3 separate regions of the Zea mays genome follow, and all the other regions are linked to region 1. Evidence: chromatin contacts called from public Hi-C data. All regions are on one chromosome and are shown on one strand. The core of a region is the stretch at or near the end of the contact, and the rest is flanking DNA. Distances in the headings are between cores, read along the strand shown. Region 1 holds the start of LOC100192820. Region 2 holds the start of LOC100273175. Region 3 holds the start of LOC100383433 (Phox (PX) domain-containing protein).

Region 1 (4,370 bases), core at 754-3,253:
TTATTTCTAGCGGCATGAGTTATAATTCAACCTTCTGTGTCTCATAAATTAAATCCATTAGTTGATGAAGTTACGTGCATGTAACTTATTTTTCTTCATTACATATGTTTATTATTATTACTTTTTGGGAAATTTGGATCCATACCATTAAAAGATCACCACTTTGAATCCATACCATTACTATCTCACTTACATGTGGGTCCACATGAGTCAATGACATGTGGGGTCCATGGTATATATCTAAAGTTTGGATCTTTTAATGGTATAGATCCAATTGTTCCTACTTTTTTTGTTCATAAGAGTAACGACGCCAACTAGCACTCAGTAGGGATCTACGGAGGAAACAACTCGTTGACTCAATCCGTCCAGCTAGTCCTGCAAGTTAGGCCGGGCCGGGCCATCGTGCTTTAGGCTTAAATACTTTGGGTCGTGCTAGCATAAATTTCTTTCGAGCCGGGCCAAAACGTGCTGACCTCCTAAAACGTAGGCTCAACACGGCTCTAAAGCACGACGGGCTTACATTGGGCTGTGCTGGCCCAGACCCGGCCCGCAATTAATCATCATATGACTAGGTCAGATACAGAAACAAGTCCAAACCTCTCAGGCAACATAAACAACAGTCCAATTAAAAACAGTTAAAATACATAAACAAGTCATTTATTTAAATAAACAGTTACAATAAATTAGACAACACAAACAAATTTTAGAGGGAAAATGTTTTTTATTCCTCGATCTGCCTCGTTAAAAACCTTACAACCCAGTGTGGGGCTCCCTCTGTAAGGAAAAGAGTACAGATCGGAAAAAATTTTAATGTCCAGTCCATATTACAATAACAGTCCACATGAACTAGATAAAAGTAACACTAATCATGGCTGAAATCAGCAAAAGCTTGTTCAACCTCAGGATCTTCAAGTTGATGTTGCTTTCTATCATATGCTCTTTTCCAATCCTTAAGGCAGGTAATGGCCTCCACTGTCTCAGGTGAAAGAGAGGACCTCCTTTCTTCAATAATTCTACCCACTGTGCTAAATGTTGCTTCAGAGGAAACCGTCGAAACAGGAACAAGAAGAATATCTCTAGCAAAATGAGATAATACTGGAAAACTATACTTGTGTTCCCTCCACCATCAAGTAATTTTACCTTATCACCCTTCAAGGTGCGATCAGTCGCTGCAAAGTTAGTAGATAGATAATGATTCAATTCAGCATTAGGATTCCACCTTTGATTTGTTGTAGAGTTAGCAGATTCTTTCCCCTTAGATCTCTTCCATAAGTGAGCTGTCAAAGAACTATCTGAATGTTCTATGTCATGTTCAGTCGTTGTTCCTGCAACATCACTTTCACCATATTTGTTATAATAAAAGCCAAAAACACGAAATAATTCATCTTTCACATGATTGAAAGCATATGAATAGTCCATATCTAGCAAGTCGCCAATTCCTTCTAAAGCAGTTTGTAACCCATCAAGTTTTTTTCTAGGATCCAAAATAGTTGCAAAGCAATCTAATCTTGCATTTGACAAAGTTGGAAAATCTATGTTACCATGCTCTGGTCAAGCGTGCTCTATTTGTCTATTTATTCTAAAAATATATCAAATATTTATATATAGTGATTGGGTTGAGATGAGTTTGGCGTTAGCACTTTGTCTGCTCATTGTATAAGGGCTATTTTGTTAAGTCGTGGCGGTGAAAGAAAAACTATAACTATAAGCTATAAAAAGTTGTTGTAGGTGTAAGTTATGAGAATGCTAAAACTTGTTTGATTCAAACAAGTGTAAATCTTTGTCTTTATCTCTATTAAAACAAATGTGGAATATTTCTTTGTTTCACTCATTTAAAAAATTAGAAAGCTAAAAACATGTACTTAAAAAGGGACTTCTTTTTTTATAGCTAAAAAGGGACTTCTAAAAGAGTAACTTCTGAAAACAGCTTCTGGTCGTCGAGCTTCTAGCATTTAGAAGGACAAATAGCCCTAAAGGGCCAACTAAACAGGACCTAAATGGATTTGGCCCAAAACTAACTTGCAAAATTGGCCGTATCAGGCCCTACGCGTCTACCGCAAGTAGGGCCAAGGACGACAAAGAAGAAACGAATCCGAAACCTCTCCAAGAATCCATCGCAGCCGCCATCATGTCCGCCGCCGGTGGCCGAACCCTTGGCCGGAGCAGCTTCTCCCGCGCCACATCTAAACTGGTGGCGTCCTCATCCGGCTCTGCTGGCGTTAAGATTGGCCCGAACGGTGCTTCTTTCGTCTCCTCGGGCATTCCCGACCTCGACAGTAAGCAGCTTCTTGCTCAAACCCTCTTTTTTTTTACTAAAAAAAGCTCATCATTGCGTTGATGGTATTAGTATTACTGTATTTTGTTTTCGTGTCTCGAATGATGTTGAGCGAGGAAAATATCAGTATTGCGGTATGGACGATGTTTGGGCATGTATGTTTAATCTGGCCGTTTTGACACAAACGATACAGTTGGAAATTGGAGCGTTACAGTGGCTTGTATTTGCTGACGATTTTATTTGCTTAATAATCTATTATGCGCTATCATTTTCCTTGCATCTAGGTTTGGCTATGTTCATCTTGTGATACAGATGCTAAGATAATTATTCCATTATCTAAAAAGGTCTGGGATGTGTGGAAGTGGTGCACAAGCATGAAGCAATTAGCCTGGTTGGAGTATGCTTAGAATTAGATATGCGTGCAAATTAGTTCATGTGACGAAGAGCACATAAAAACCAAACCTTGTGTTTTTATTGAAAAAATGCTGTGAATTAGTAGTCAGTGAATCATTGTTGTTTGGTGCTCTCTGGCAGGGATTTTGGGTGGTGGATTCCTTCTTGGCTCAGTTGACAATGCTGAGAGTCCCCCATTTTGTTGATGTTGAATGATCACGTGTGGTCGTGTGCTCGACATTTATTTGAACGCTAGCTTACATGGTTGACGCAGCATATAACAAATACAGCACCAGTTCATATATGCTGGACACACCCGGCCGTGTTCGTCGCTGTCAAAACTATATGATAAAAGAGTGACTGTCTATAATAATAATGGTCCCGTTATAGGTGTTTTATCATCATCGTAGTTCCACGCATCGTCAGGCCCGGGCGCCGCAGGACTAGGACCGTCCGCCTCCATCTCTTCTGCCGGGGCGTCGTCGAAGAAGGTGACGCACGTCGTCGGCGAAGAAGAAGAGGCCACACGCACCGGTAGGTTCACGTCCTCCTGCCGCAGGGTGCGAGTGGCATGCGCGGACAGCATGGACGCCACGGCCACGGCGATGGCGATCAGGAGGACAACACTGAAGGTGGTTCGCTTGGGCGCCATTGTTTCTCCAAAACAGTTTTGAGCATAGGAATTGTGTTGGGGCTTCAGTCATGGGCGGTCTAGCTTTATATGAGAAAGTGTAGTTAATTCCAGCTCCGTATCTGTAACGGACGGAGCTATAGTTATTAATGGTGTTTATTTCTAGCGGCATGCATGAGTTATTATTCAACCTTCTATGTCTCATAAATTAAATCCATGAGTTGATGAAGCTACGTGCATTGGTACGGTGTAACTTATTTTTCTTCATTACATGTGTATGTTTATTATTATTACTTTTTTTTTGTTTACAAGAGTCACGGCGTCAACTAGTGGACTGGTTTGATGACAAAAGAATTAGAGAGAGATCCATGGAGAATGAAACTCTTGACTCAATCCGTTCAGCTCCCCCTAGCTCTTGGCTCGAACGCAAAACTAGGTGATCCATATATGTTTTCCATTAGCTCGATGATAGGTGGTGCAATCTGATCTTGCATTTGACAAAAGTTGGAAAATCTATAACCTGGATGGTTTTGGGAACTAGCTAGACCAGCTTCCTAAGAAGTTATTTTATTCGTCTGGATTTCGAATGAGATGATGATGATGCTTATATATTCTCTGACCGTCTCGGCTATACAAACATGATGACATTATAGTGTCTAGTACATACTTTGACCAACAACTTTATCGTCCTGGCGCGCGGCTAATACTGCTTCGTTGTCATCCTAAACGTCAGCGACTGTTTTCTTGTGGTTGTTCATATATGAGACTGTATAGCGAACCACGTAATATTCATCGAGGCCTACAATTTCAAACAACTTGTATGTTGACTATTGAGAAAAATGCCACCAATGCCTGCCCCTAACATATAGGTCTACTATTTTTCTTACTGAATTTGTTATATTCATCAGTTTTGTTGATATGATTAATATGATTGGCATCTTGTATATTGATGTTCTTACGAGTAATAGATCACACATACGTTTTTATGGTATCACGAACCTTCCATTATTATATATCTAAATTTACCTAAGATCAGAGTAGTGATTCTATGTTACCATGCTCGGCTCAGTG
Region 2 (4,370 bases), core at 780-3,279, 800 kb after region 1:
ATAGAGGATGAATATAGAGGACATTGTTGGAGACAGCCTTAGGCCTTAGGTGCTGTTTGGTTTGGCTTCGAGAATGGTAACGGCAATGGAATGAATTGTGGGTGGCATATGCTTCCGTGCAATGATTACCTCCATTTGTTTGATTGCCGGAACAATTTACCGATCACGAAACAATTTACCGGAACCAAACATAATCTTACTGCCGACATCGCTTACTCCCTGCCTGAAGACATCCCAGGAAGCAGCCGCTCGTATATTTTACCTGCTATTCTGTGGCGGACGATATGGGATTGTAGGAATAGATACATCCATGATGGTGCAACTTCCACAGCCCCCGGAATAATTTCTAAGGTTGTACATGATCTGAAAATTTGGCGCCACCGTTTGTCAGAGGGCTCCCCCCCCTATATAAAAAAACAAAGAATTTGATCCATCAAAGAAGGCTAATATCTAATTCGTATTCGAGTCCAGGTATTCTGTATCCGATCCGTATCTGATTTATATATATGTCTGTATATTTAAAGTTGGATATTTAAGATATCAATATCCATTCAAATCTTGCGACACAACTCAATATACGGTCCAAATCCAAGAGAAAATATAAAAACAAATATAGTACAACAATATTTGTTTGAATGCGATCCGATTAAACCTCTGCCTGTATCAGAGATAAATCGAATCCCGTTGGAGGTGTACAAGAGAAGAGGCTACAAACGTTGGTTCACGTTGGATAGTTAAAAGATGACAATGATCAATAGCATGATCGATAGTTAATAGGACGTGATGTGACAGGAGATATAAACTCTTCGTATGGAAACACTGTCTTCAGTGGAGTGTGAAAAATAGGTAACACGGAACTGTAGATGATGATATTATTTAACACTATTTATAGAGAGAAGTTTAAAATATGAGATCGGATAAGAGATATGATAGCTTTAGGTGATCCATAAGCTAAATACGCTCTCTTTGTGGTTCAGATTTTAAATGCTAACAGCGCAGTTGTTTTGAAACGGAGGAGGTATATATATTTATACTATTTTCATGTTACGTGATTATACGTTTAAGAAAAAAAACCATTGCTGGTCAGATATCAATAGTCAAGTTCAATGGAGACAATATAGAATTATAGAAACATACTGTTTTCCTAATCACGTACCTGTATAGGTAAAGTCATTTGTAGAAAACTTCTAATACCTAGAATCCTAGCTTGGGGAAACTATTTCTTATTTCCGTTCTGAAAAGCATATTATAAACAACAGATTCTGTGAAGTTCTGATATATAGTTTGATAGCCAAGGTCGTCGCATTTTTTTCATTCTGAAATTTCTTCTTTCACTGCTAAAAGCTTCACATGATTCAGTGTGTTCTTTTCCTCTCCAAATTATGAACTTTTTGGACCTAAATTTGTATAGCCCCGTTTAGACGTAGATATTGGAACACAAAATTGAAAATTAGAATCAGTTTTTTTAATTCTATTATTTGGTTGCACATAGAATTGAGATTCGAAATCAGAGACCAATTCTCTGGATTTGGACTAGAAACTCTCTCTCGATACAAAGCATCACCCCTTAAAATTGAGTGGAATTAGACCATTCTAAATTTCAATTCAGTGACATCTAAACAATAGAATTGAAATTACATTTTATTTCAATACTATGACTGATTCGGTATAGAACTCAATTCAATTTTATGTCCTTCAATATTGACATCTAAACGGAGAGGTACTGTTATGGGCTTATGGCTAGTTTAAAAACTTAAATCCTCTTATAGATTCTCAGGGTTTGAGTAAAAAATGAGCTAATTTTTTACTTAATCTAAGAATCCTTCCCAAGAATCCTGAAAAAAATTTAAATTTTCAAACAAGTCCTTACAATATATATATATATATATATATATATATATATATATATATATATATATATATATATGGAAAATGTCCTTAATCGTCGAATCTTTTTGTAACCCGCACTACCCAAGCAAAGAATGAGTGGAAAACCCGCGTGACCGGTAACCGCCCGAACGCCACACAACACAAATCACAAAATGCGGTCGCTCCACCTCTCCCCGGCGCCACCAAGGCCGCCCCTCCCGACGCTGAGGCGGCGGCCGGCGCCGAAGCCCCACTTCTCCGCTCCCAGTCGTGGGGCTGCTGTCGGTGGTACCTCATTCTATTCCGCCGGCCGAATCTCTTTGCCGCGCCACCTCGCCGCCGCGGCTCCAGAGGCTGGGGCGGCGGCATCCGGTCCTCCTGACCCCAGCCCTCTCTCCGCGGAGGCCGAGGCCGAACGCGCCAAGCTGGCTCAGGTAAGGACAGCCATAGAGTGTTAGTCAAGCGTCCTGGAGTCTGGAGATTGAGATTCTTGCAACCACGTGCTCGTTGTTTCTGCCAATTGGGCGACGAGGTTCTCCAGTATTTTGACTATTTGAGTGAGCTAGTAGAGCACATCAGCGAATGCGCAAGGAAAGAAAATGTAAGCAATGCCGTGGTAGTTTCTTATTCTGCTACTCCTTTGGAGGAAGACAGAAGCAACCAAATGCCTTCTGTGGTCTGGTGTGATTGAATGAAGTGGCACACCTTAGCTGCTTAGCATTCGATCAGTATTAACCATATTTGTCATCCTTGATACATTGCCTTAGTCCATTTATCAGAAGAGGTGTGATATCGTTTAGTTTTACCATATTCAGAAACCACATTTATTAGTTCTACCAAAATCTCATGTAAACTGTGATATCTTTTGTTCATGATTTCTGAAGTTGTGTTACTGACTTACTGTAACATTTGCCAATATCCATGTGTTAGCTAGAGGTGCTACCTTGTGTTACTTGACTCTTATCCTATAGTAACTTGGTTAAATTGTCAAGCTTCAAGAGAGTTGTTTCCTAAATAAACTTCGACATGGTGACCTTCAACTTCAAGAGAGTTGTGTTTCCTAGATAAACTTCAACACGGTTACCTTTCTAAATTTTTAGGCACCCCAGCTATTTTTCTCCATCACCTAGGTACTGGGATCTACCAACAGTCCAACACTCGTGTTAGCTAGGAGGTACCGTCTTCTGTCACTCGACTGTTAGCATAGAGCGACTTGGTTAAATTGTCAAACTTTAACAGAGTAGTTTCCTAAGTAAACTTTAACATGGTGGTCTTTCTAGATTGTCATGCACGTAAGCTATTTTCCTCCATCATATAGTTACTGGGGACTTCCAGAACTCCTGCTCCCAGCATGCATGCTACGATTCCAACACTCGTGTCCCCCCCAACGTACATTTACTAAGCACGCTATGATTCTCAAGTATATAGCCAATCAGTGATTACCTTTCTTTTGCAGGTTAGCAAAAAGCTAGAGAAAACAGCACGGCATTTCAAGAATGTGGGCACCCTGGGGTTCTGGTCCCAGTTGGTGTGTACGGTCGTTTCGGCCGGGATCCTGTCGTTCTCTGCGGTCGCTACAGGGAATGTAACAGCTCCCTTCACATTCAGTGCGACTGCGGTTGGCATCGTCGTGGCCTTCATCTGCGTCTTCCGGTCATTTGGTTACATCCGCCTTTCTGAAAGGCTTAAGAGAACAGCAAACGATCCTTCTAAGGTACTTCTATCGCTTAGAATAGTTGTAGGGCTGCAGCATCATTTTCTTTTTTTTTCTCTATGGAACAAAATGGTTCTGTTGTGTAGCCTATGGTATTAGCACCATCTTCCACCTGTTTACAGCCGCTTCGTGTGAAAACTTCTACACAATTCTGTTATCTTACTTCTGTGTGGTGCTCTTGCTAAAATGCTCTGGACACGCTTCCGAGACAAAAAAAAAAAAGAACTAAAATCGTTTTCTCCTCTTTCAGGCTCCTCCACGTGCCGATGTGGTCAATAATCTGAGAAACAGTATCGTGCTTAACGTTGTTGGAATGGCTGCTGCAGTTCTGGGCCTGCAGGCAACTGTAGGTGCTTTGGTAGGCAAGGCACTGACTACCTCATTAGTGCCCTACTACCAGGGGATACCACCTGGACAGAGTCCCGTTCTTGCTTTAGATATCTTCCTTGTTCAGGTATGCCGCTGTTTTTGCCATGTGTGTTTAATTTACTGTAAAGAATAGCTTGTGTGGGTGTTTCGTGCCCTTTTTTTCGAATGGGGAAGTTTGTTCTGTGTAGTCAGGCATAGATTATCTTCACATGAACATTATAACATGGGTTTAGATGCCTAGTTCTCATCAGAAATAAGGCTCTAGGCCTCCATTAGTTTTTAAAATTCGATTTATGTTAATCCAATTGGTATTGCTATGTTTGTTTGGCATTTGTTGCAGTCCCGATACTTTATTACTGATACAAGAACGCTCATCGTTTTCTTGCCATTTTATTCCTATCATCTACAGGCTTCAGCC
Region 3 (4,370 bases), core at 873-3,372, 640 kb before region 1:
GGCAGCTGCTGCCGTGCGCGCAGCGCTGGCTGATGGCGGCCTTCTCGGCGGCTGCGGCGGCCTCGTCGCGGCGCTGCACCTTGACACAGTGCAGGCGCTTCCGGTTGCCGCCGCGCGAGGAGCCCCGCATGTGGTAGTGGTTCCTTGCCTCCTTCATTTCGCGACGAGCTGAAATTACATGTAGAGGAACTGAGGAAAGGATAAAATGCTGGCAAAGTTTAGCTCATAACATATTAGGCCATCCAAAAAAATTCTCAAGATCGGAGGAGACATTATATGCTTTAATTCTCTGCATAGATTGATGCAAAGCCACGCTAAGGAGGAGAAACTGAAAGGTAGAAGATCGATTGCAAGGGGGCAAGCCATCGCCGAATTTCAGTTTGGTTTTACCCCCGAAAAGTTTTTTGTAAACGGATAGTGAGGCAACCATGTAATTTGTATTAGAGAGCAGGTGACAATATTTAGAGAAATAAATACATAATATGTTGGACATAGCTAGTTAAATGGTTAGGATGACATTTCACTATTAAAACCAACAACCAGTGCCATCTTTTGCGTAGATCAAACAACCACGTCAGTTTGTTTAAGCAAACTGTTAACTACTATGAATCTACCTATGAGGTTCCCAACTATATAGTTTTGTGAATCGGGGACATGCTCGGTTGGACGAACCATCGTGCTAACGTTGATGCCGGAGGAATTCACCAGAGCTTAGCTGACAGAAGAGATAAAGTACAATCCCAGTCAAGCATGCGAGTCAACTCATCAGAGAATATTTTGCTGCCAGTGAGGCCATCTTGAGAAGCGACTGGCACACTGAGGCTACTGGCACCTCCGGTACGACGCTGCTAGTAAAACTTATTTCACCCTCCTATAGGAAAGGGAAGAGACAATATTCTTTCGTATAAGCAGACATAGAGCCAACATTCTTTCGCATAAAGTTCTGAACCGATGGCTATGAACTATTCTAAAAATTGACTTGCTAATTTGCATATGGATATATATTTCATTATGACGTGAAAACAATTTGCAAGTATGTATGATATGTTGTTTTACTAAACGACTTGACCAATCTATATTTTTGGTACAAAACGAATAAAAATTAGTTATCATAGTTATAATTGATATTAAACGCAAAGAAAATCATACAGCGCATCGAGGTAGCAAACTCACGTAAAAAGTATCATGGTTGGCCGGAACACGACCCGGTTTTAATTTTCCCCTATTTTTTTATAAAACTCTATATTATACTTGATTATAAATTATAAAACGAAAAATGTGTGTGTCATGTTGGCTAGACAGATGTGAGTTTAAAGCAAACAACCATGATTCAAATGACATTCACATTTACATACTTGCACGACTGTGCACATGCAAGCTTTGCATGGAGCGAAGGCGTTTGCATGCATGGTTGCATGCACCAATTTAGTTGCATACTTGCATGCGTGATTCGTGTGTGGGTTTAGTGGTTGCATGCAGACTGGGACCGGCTGCATGTGTGGCCACGCACGGGGACGCCGCAGACGCCAGCAGAGGATTGCATGCAGACTGAGGCCGGTTGCATGCGTGGCCACGCACGGGAACGCAGAGGATTGCATGCATGCATGTAGAGGATGGAGCGGGGGCACGGATGTGGTCTACATTAAGCTCTTAATAGTTAGTAGAGATAAGAACTTAGCCAGAGGAGAGACGAGTGGTGTGGACTGTGGGGGATGTAGCGGAGCGAGGAGGGAGGGAGAGCAAAGAGTGCAGGAATCGCACATACCGGAGCGGAGGCGGTGTAGACCACCGTGGACGCGTGCTCTCAGCCCACGGTAAAAAATAACGGAATGAGTATATAGAAAAATAGAATATATTTTGAATTCTATTTCTACGAAGTTAGTATACCAATAGAATATAATTGGATTTTTGCCACTCACAACGTTGTCTTCTTGTTATAATTACCACTGTGTCTATGAATTGTGGGTCCAGCTGTGTCTATGAAATGTGGATCTGATGGCAATTTTACAAACCTGTTTGTTGCTGATGACAAATATCAGAATCTCTCAAAATGCGAAGCGCCTTGTAGAAGAAAATCCAAATTTCTGCACCACCGCGGCGGAACCAACCGTGGCAGGGGACGGCCAAGGGCGGTCGCTGCCTTGCCTGGCGTTGACAGTTTGATGCGACCGCGGGAGCGTCCGCCCGACCGCCACCGCGTCCGCCTCAGCTCCCCTCGCTTCCCTCTAATTTCCAGCCCAGTAGTAGGGAGACTAGAATCGTCGGCGCGACGCCTTGGCAGATTCGTCCGCCCCGATCCCACCACCACCGTGCCCCGCGGGTGACGTCGGACCGGCGGCGATGGCAACGTCGGCGGCGGCGGGATCGCGCAGGAAGGCGCCGAGCCCTCCGAAGCACCGCCACGACGGTACCTCGCCGCTGCCTCTCGGCATGGACTGGAGCCCTCCCCCGAAGAGATGGGTAAGCGCCCGCCGCCCGCGACCCCCCTCTCGCATCTCTACTACCCAACCCCGTCGAGGTGCACCGTCCGGCTCGTCTTGATCCATGCACCGCTATGATCTCGGAGGCAGATGCGTGCCCCGCCAGCTACGTTGCTACCTGCTGGGGAGACCGGCGATCCCACCTCAAGGGCTAGATTTGATGCTGGTTCAGTCCGTTCTGGGGACGTAGATGTGTTTTAGTGTATTGGGGGTTGTCGATCGTGGGCAGGCGTTTTCGACCTGGATTTTGCTGCAGCTGAGTAGCGCGTGCTAGTATTGGGTCCAGGTATCAAATGTGTGCGTTAGGATCTGCAGTAAAATTCGCCAAAGTAGAGCGACCCGTTGTGCATGGTTGCTGATTCAGTAACTTAGAGCTTTCCTTCGATTAGGGTGTTAGATTTCTCCTGTTTAACTGGCAAACAGTAGAATAGGGACTTGACACGTTAGTTTACACAGTGGGATTGGATGAGTCGATTCCATTTTTCTTGTTCACTTTACTAGGATTTTGTATTATGTTTCTCTTGCAAGGAGTTGATTATGAGTTTCATGGTGTACTTCTGCTGAGTGGTCTTGAAAAAAATCAGATGTACCCAGCTTCAAAATATTGATTGCCTTGTTAATAAGTAGGTGTCTTGTGTCTTCTCTTCTGTGGAGTCTTGAGTGTAGCTTTGCTTACCTGGAATATAGGTGCCAGTTGTAATTTAGCTGCTTGATGTTTTGATCCTTTTCGTGTTATCATTTTAATTTCTTCCAATGCTGTCCCAATGGTCACTACTTCTGCCTGAAATAATTCTGCATGCCTATTGGGCAAAATTCACTGATGCATGCATATGTGGCAGAATTTCCATGAAAAGCTGCCCGTGTTCTAACAAGAAACATTTCATCTACTCACTGTAGTATTTGTTTCCACACAACTCTGAAACTATCCATTGGTCAATACATCTCACAGGCTCATTGCTTATTGACTGCATACAGGAGGGAAGGAACACCATATGGCCACACAACCCTCAAACAGGTTGGAGTTACTGTGTGATGATGCCTTCTTGGATCACCCAAACACCTGAAACTGGTGTCACAGCCGATAGCTTTTTGAAATCTGTCGTTGTAAGTGTTATTTTTATGCTTTTTTTATTTCTCCCACCTTTGTCTATCTAAAAAAACTCGACCTGCGGGGGGTAAGACAGCCCCCAGGTATTTTTTTTAAGAAGAAGACCTTCTCACACAGGTCGAGAAAACCCCTGAACCTCTACCCACCCATACATAGCGGCTCCGAAGCCCATGTGAGAACAACCACGACCGGGGCTTAGCCTTAGACCTGTGCCTTGGCGTGGGACAGACGAGATGATTTTTTTTTAACCACAGCCTGAAATTCGCTCCCACGGGGAGTCGAACCTAGGACCTGAGGAGTGCTACTTAGACCACCTAGCCAACTCAGCTAGAGGCCCTTTCGCAGCTTTGTCTATCTATCCCATCGATTACTTGAATACATTCATTTTAGTTGCATAACATATGCCAATTGGAAAATGCAGTGTTTCAGGTATTCTCCTTGTTATACAACAAATAATTTTTTATGTACCTACAACAAATAGAAAATGGACAAAAAAAAACTATTCCACATTTATGACGCCCAAAAAATAAAAATTTTCTTTTAAGGACATCTTCATTTATAGTGTTTAGACATCTTAATGTTATCAACTATATTTTGGAATACCAATGTATTGCATGTTCCGTCATTCTTTTTTTGTGAGTAATGGGATTAGTTGCAATCACAGGAAAAAAAGCACTCATCATTGTATCATGGGATCTTGGTTTTGAATTATGTAAACTTTGCCATTATTGTTTTCCTGTATCTAAATTTAATGCCCATAAAGGACAGTTTTACAGGATACA

What was found. A called contact is a pair of places that touch in the nucleus more often than the background predicts.
Region 2: a Hi-C map of tassel shows a contact between it and region 1, with 2.6 times the contacts expected there. The contact joins the promoter of LOC100273175 here to the promoter of LOC100192820 in region 1. A contact is called at or near these places in 3 of 25 Hi-C or Micro-C datasets (ear, endosperm and tassel).
Region 3: a contact with region 1 is called in a Hi-C map of tassel, with 3 times the contacts expected there. The contact joins the promoter of LOC100383433 here to the promoter of LOC100192820 in region 1. A contact is called at or near these places in 3 of 25 Hi-C or Micro-C datasets (ear, leaf and tassel).

The regions. Positions count from the first base shown.
Region 1 is chr9:100,743,224-100,747,593 of Zm-B73-REFERENCE-NAM-5.0, forward strand. It overlaps LOC100192820, which reads left to right and starts at 2,004. Exons shown (of 8, transcript NM_001138011.1): 1 at 2,004-2,276. The coding sequence starts at 2,129.
Region 2 is chr9:101,546,093-101,550,462 of Zm-B73-REFERENCE-NAM-5.0, forward strand. LOC100273175 reads left to right here and starts at 2,030. Exons shown (of 4, transcript NM_001147620.1): 1 at 2,030-2,303; 2 at 3,326-3,583; 3 at 3,834-4,037; 4 at 4,362-4,370. The coding sequence starts at 2,043.
Region 3 is chr9:100,099,454-100,103,823 of Zm-B73-REFERENCE-NAM-5.0, forward strand. It overlaps LOC100383433 (Phox (PX) domain-containing protein), which reads left to right and starts at 2,123. Exons shown (of 10, transcript NM_001176083.1): 1 at 2,123-2,460; 2 at 3,456-3,584; 3 at 4,357-4,370. The coding sequence starts at 2,341.